Linked DNA regions of Mus musculus: region 1 is linked to region 2. A link is a contact called in public Hi-C data. All regions are on one chromosome and are shown on one strand. Each heading gives the region's core, a stretch centred on a gene start, on an enhancer-like site or on the middle of the called end of the contact. The rest is flanking DNA. Distances are from core to core; before and after follow the strand shown. Region 1 has its middle 110 kb from the start of Etaa1. Region 2 has its middle 270 kb from the start of Etaa1.

Region 1 (2,945 bases), core at 329-2,828, 160 kb after region 2:
TCCCCCCAAGAACTATGTATCTAGTTGCATATGTAGCAGAGGATGGCCTAGCAAGCCATCAATGGGAGGAGAGGCCCTTGGTCCTACAAAGATCATATGCCCCAGTACGGGAATGCCAGGGCCAGGAAGCGGGAGTGGGTGGGCTGGGGAGCAGGGTAGGGAAACAGTATAGGGGACTTTCAGGATAGCATTTGAAATGTAAATGAAGAAAATATCTAATAAAAAAATAAAAAGAACTGAAGGGAATGGCAATGGCACAGGAAGACCAACAATATCAACTTACCTGAAGCCCTGGGCACTCCCAGAGACTGAACTATCAACCAAAGAGAATACATGAGTTACATACAGAGGTCCCTGGCACATAAGCAGCAGAGAGCTGCCTTGTCTGGTCTCACTGGGAGAAGATGCATGTAATCCTGCAAAGACGATGCACCAGGGAGTAGGGATACAGGGGTTTGCGGGAAGATGCCCTCTCAGAGGTGAAGGGGTGGTGGCAATGTAGGGAGGAATCCTGTGAACGGGGACTGGGAAGGAGCAGTATTTAGGATATAAATACATAAATAAATTTTTAAAAAATGGGCAGGAAACTAGATGAAATTCTTCCCTCTCGAACAGCTGTCTACACTTTTCCCCACTACTCCAGGAGTCTTTTTTGGTTTTTGTTTTTTGTTTTTTCTAGCAGTTCTTTGGGAAAGGACTTAAACTGTATTCCAAGACAGGCTTATATCCATGGCAATCCTCCTGCCTGAGGATCCAAAGAAACTGGCCTTAAATATCAATCACTGTGCCTCACCCTAAATACAATTCGTTTTTTTATTGGATATTTTCTTTATTTACATTTCAAATGTTATCCCCTTTCCCTGACCCCTGGGACCCCTTATCCCGTCCCTCCTCCCCTTGCTTTTATGAGGGTGTTTCCCAACCCACCCACTCCCACCTCCCTGCCCTTGAATTCCCCTACACTGGGGCATCCAGCCTTCCCAGGACCAAGGGCTTCTCCTCCCATTGATGCCCGACAAAGCCATCCTCTGCTACATATCCAGCTAGAACCATGGATCCCTCCATGTGTACTCTTTGGTGTAAATACAATTCTTAATTACAGCACCATCCCTAGTCTCTTTGCTAAAGGTAATCCCTCTCCCATCTCAAGCTTTCAATAACATTTTAATCTATCCTTAAAAAAAAACAAAACAAAGCAAAACAAAACAAAATAAAATTCCTTTGTGGTTGATACTTTTTTATCTTGCATCAGCCCTGTGCCCACACTTCCTTCATATCTCTTCCAAAATTCTGCATCTCAGACACTGACCACATTTCCGCCAGGGTGACCAGAACACGCTCAACCCCGGCCTTCAGCCTTCACTTTTGCCTCCTTGCCATCGATTTCTCACCCAGCAACCACCATGGTCTGTTTAAAATCAAAATCAGATTTTATTACATCTCTCTACTTATATGACCTCAAGTCACTTGCTGTCATTCAGACTAAAGTCTCACCTCCTCACTATGGAGTCAAGACACTATGTGAGCTTCAAAATCTTCCCAAAACCATCACCAGCCAATACGATCTTCAGCCACTGCCTCCCAACACCAACCCTTGTGCAAATTACAATATGTTCTATCCTAGAAGACGCTCGGCAGCAGAGCAGCCTTCCGGACAGTTATAGCCTTTCCCATCCACAGGCCATGACCTGCATTTTTTAGTGTAGATTTCTTTTTCCCAATCTAAAGATAAAATCAATGCATGTAGAGAAGCTAAGCAGAGTAATCAAGTATGAGGGAGGAAGTACAAATGATGTCCACCACTGCATTACTTCTAATGATGAAAAACTACAAGTGACCTACAGTTACCAGCAGAGAAATGATTGAATTAGGTTAAGTCCAGCGCAAGCAACTAAGAGGCCATTAAAAAGAATAACATGATAGCTGCCTGGGACTGGACCATTAGAGTAAAACAGAAAATCATTCTTCCTGCATAGGGGATTTCTTGGAGGAAGATGTAAAAATATTTAAAACCCATTGCCACCTGGGAGCCATGGTATGGCCTACATACTTCCAGCTGTGCAGGAGAATTGCTTGAGCCTAGAATTTACTAAGACCCATTGAATTGCAATAAATATACTTTAAACGACTGAATTTGATGGGATACAAAGTATATTTCAATACTGTTACTTCAAGAGTAAAATATGATAGAAATAATGAACCTACAAAGAAAACTCTTTATAATTTAAGCTAAATACAAGTCATAAGAAAAATACTTTCAATATATAATATATATTCTTTTTATCCAATAATGTACGCAATTGTATGCACAAAAGCATGATATTAATGCATACATACATTTGTGTTTGTGGAGAGAATGGCAGTGCTGTAGTGAGTGGCGATTTTAGGACAGCTGACCTGGTGGAGGGCTTGAAATGTGATTACAGTGTTTTATCCACAGCCACACAGGAATAATTTTGCCAAACACCTGACACATTCAAAGGGAAGATTTTCTTTAGTACTGAGAAGCCTAAAACTCAAGCTCTTCTCACTTTGCTTTGAGGCTTGGTGATGATACTTCAGGAGCAGCATCTCTAGGATGCCTTACTCTCATCACTTGATACAGTGATGGCTTCTGTCTACAAAGGAGAGTCAGTGCCCCTGCTCCCAGGTATTTCCCCTACCCTACTACCTAATTGTGTCATGTGACCACTGTAATCGCAAAGGAAGCTACTGAACACTTCACCCTCCATGGTATAAGGAAAGGGCAGGAATAAACACTGGGTCAGAATCTACACTAAAGGGCTGTACAGTCTTAGCCTTGGTGGGAGGGTTTCCCAAGAAGTTTTCATAAATATAACTGTAATAATAATCATTATTATATTATAATACTATTAATAATATATGTAATATTATGTGATAATATATAACAATGATATCATTTTTATTATCAATAACCTAGGTTT
Region 2 (2,840 bases), core at 256-2,755:
GCAATATTTCATCATTTATAGGTTGACCCTATTCCAGGACCCAAAGGAAAATGGAAAATAGGACTTAGAACTTGAAAGAGAAAATTTGAGTGAGCCTTCAGTTTAATGCAGTTTCCATTCTTGGAGCCAAAAGGCTCTGTAGGCAATACACAGAAGGAGTTGCAGAGGATGAGGGAGTGGAGACTTTTGGTTTCGTTACATACTCGCTGTACCACTGCATCAGGGTGTCTAGGATTTTTGCCCTCATGATGAAATTATGGGTGTTATCCTTCATTTCCTGTTTTGGAAAATGGTTTGACTTATGAAAAACAGGTTAATTGCATATTGTTTTTGTGAATTAGGTTGCTAATTTTTCACATCATAATTAAGCTAATTAGAATTCTATTATTTTCCAACAGTTTTAATGAGGTCTTCTACTTGGCAAGGAACCTGTGAGACCAAAAACCATTGCCATTTGTTAAAAGATGGAGAAACCCCGATGACAAGCAGAGTTTCAATTGCATTTCAGTTAATACGATTTATTCGTTAAGCTGATTATATTTTGTTGCTTCAAGTCTGACAAACTTCTAAAGTTGTCCACTTTTCTACTATGTCTCTGTTGCTCTATCTCCACTCCCGCCTCCATTCCTCCTTAGAGAATTTGTGGCGTCTGGGTTAAAATAGGTGGAAACAGTCTCTGTTTCCAGCCACCGCTCCCCAGCTTGGTTGGAATGCTCATCTGGTTGTGATAGAGCCTGCGGGTTCGGCCAGCAGTTCTTAAAATAGTTCCTTGGCTTATAAAAAAAATAGTCATTTGGGCAGCTCAGGGTTTGTTCTCTGGCTGCTTCTGGCAACTTGCTTTGGGGGGCACTGTTGCTCCAGTTTGGGAGTTACAGCTGGGCTTTAGTGAGTGATGGCTCTCTCTTGCACAATCTCAGATCTGCACCCCTTGTCAAGTAATCATTACAAATGTTTCACATAGGAGCAAGCTGGCACTAAGCAAAGGTCTGCCTTTTAAAAGAAGCATGGGCCCTAGGGGTGGGGACCACTCTGTCCTGACCATTGTAACATTTTCCCCTTTGACAGTGTAATTAAGTGCTAATTAACTAAATGAGTGTAAATGAGTGAAGGTTGAGATAAATATCTACATCTTCTTAATCTATTTTCCCCTCGAAGATTTGATAAAGGAAATTTGGATTTAATGGAAGATATCTGTCAATTATTTTTTTTAAGGTGGCAAATCTGTTTAGAAGGAACTGAAATACACCAGTTTTAATTTCTACAGGACAAGTTAACAGCATATGAATATAAGAGAGGTGCCATAAAATGGGGATGTGGTGCTGCAATAATTATGGTAAGGAGGCTTGGTGAAACTACCTTTTGCAAACATCTGCTTTCTGCTTTTTTTCATATCCTGCAGATGTTGCTGAACTGATGAAAAATACTGACAGGAGAATACATTAGCCCATGAAGTCATTTCAATGAATAAAGCAAAGACTAGCTTTTAACTTTCTAAAAAATCTACTTAGAAAAGAACTCTGCTTCCAGAATAGGGAGAGATTACACCAATAATTGAGAGGGGCCCAGGGCCTTCTAAAAGCGTCAATAGTGATCTCTTCTTGCCAAAGGGGAGAAGAGATGCTTTGTGGGGGAGCAGCCAGGGTAATAAATGAGAATCTTTGTAATTCAGGCACTTTTCCATTACCTTCCATGGTGAGTGATTAGAAATGAGACTGAGGAGCAGCCATGGAAAGCCCACTTTTGTGCTTGGCAGTAGAGCAAAAAGCTGCTGAGTTTTGCCCCAACTACCCTGCCTATCCTGCTAGGCAGCCCCTGAGGCTGAGACCAGAAACAGATTGACAGCTCTTGGGTTGGAGCAAGAATCTTGGAAAGGAGGTGCTATTTGTGGTTCCGGGCAGTCAATACCCTTCCCAGACAGGAAGTGGTAAGTCAGGCACATGTATGCTAAACTGCCTGGAAAGCAAGGACTGAGCCTGGGAAACGGCATTTAATGGGGTTCAGTTGCATATGAGATTAAAACCCTGAAATAAATGCAAAAGAACTATTTTGGCCTATACCCTATTTGGCAGGAGGATTAAGAGCCTGAAATAGTCCTCTGGCTGCCTGGGAACTCTGAATCACTCCCATTATTGATATAGCCACTTCGAGTCACAGCATCATGTGTTCAGAAGGCCCCAATTAAAATGTACAACAAGTGTTTTTCTGATAACCAACCTGGCAGATAAGAAGGATGTACTTATATAATGTTTTTGTTAAAAGAAAGACAACAAGAAAGAAAGAAAGTAAGAAAGAAAAAGAAAAAAGAAGAGAGAGAGAGAGATTCCAAAACAGAAACTGCACTTTTCTAATTCTTCTCTGAATTGACCTTTAATTGCTTACAGCTAGTAGTATCATCCTTTTTTCTTTTTCTTTTTTCCTTCTGAGGCAAAAGGACAAATCTGCACCATGTCTCGGGAAAGACTTTTTATTGTCTGTTCTATGAGGCCTGGAGGTCCCTGGAGAGGGATTCTTTCCTGACCACACAATCCTTCTGTTTTAGCCACAATGCACGGGTGATACCACCAATTACCTCTCTCCAGCTCTACCATTTACTCTAGTACTGGTGCATGGCATATTTCTTACTGGCATTAAAGGCGTTGCTTCATCTTTCCTCCTACCCAACCCTTCTTTTCTCTGCACCTGGCTAATTTCGGACTGTGATTTATCAGCTGTATTTCTCAATGCAGATTATCAGGTTCAACTCAATATGACCAGTTCTTGCTCCTTTGGGGGAATCTTGGCCCTAATGTAGAGTGGTATTTAAAGGCTATTTAGCCTCATTGGCAATATCATCATAATAA

The links. A called contact is a pair of places that touch in the nucleus more often than the background predicts.
Region 1: a contact with region 2 is called in a Hi-C map of the N1E-115 cell line, with 1.8 times the contacts expected there. The contact joins two enhancer-like sites. A contact is called at or near these places in 9 of 484 Hi-C or Micro-C datasets (the N1E-115 cell line, cerebellar granule neurons, cerebellum and 4 more).

The regions. Positions count from the first base shown.
Region 1 is chr11:17,844,648-17,847,592 of GRCm38.p6, forward strand. No RefSeq gene overlaps it. Among named protein-coding and RNA genes, the nearest start is that of Etaa1, 110 kb to the right of the region's middle. Within about 2 kb of position 1,579, at least 2 of the 459 cell types and tissues checked have an H3K27ac peak or open chromatin away from gene starts, as enhancers often do. A contact at or near this core is called in the N1E-115 cell line, where this site is marked.
Region 2 is chr11:17,685,071-17,687,910 of GRCm38.p6, forward strand. No RefSeq gene overlaps it. Among named protein-coding and RNA genes, the nearest start is that of Etaa1, 270 kb to the right of the region's middle. Within about 2 kb of position 1,506, at least 57 of the 459 cell types and tissues checked have an H3K27ac peak or open chromatin away from gene starts, as enhancers often do. A contact at or near this core is called in the N1E-115 cell line, where this site is marked.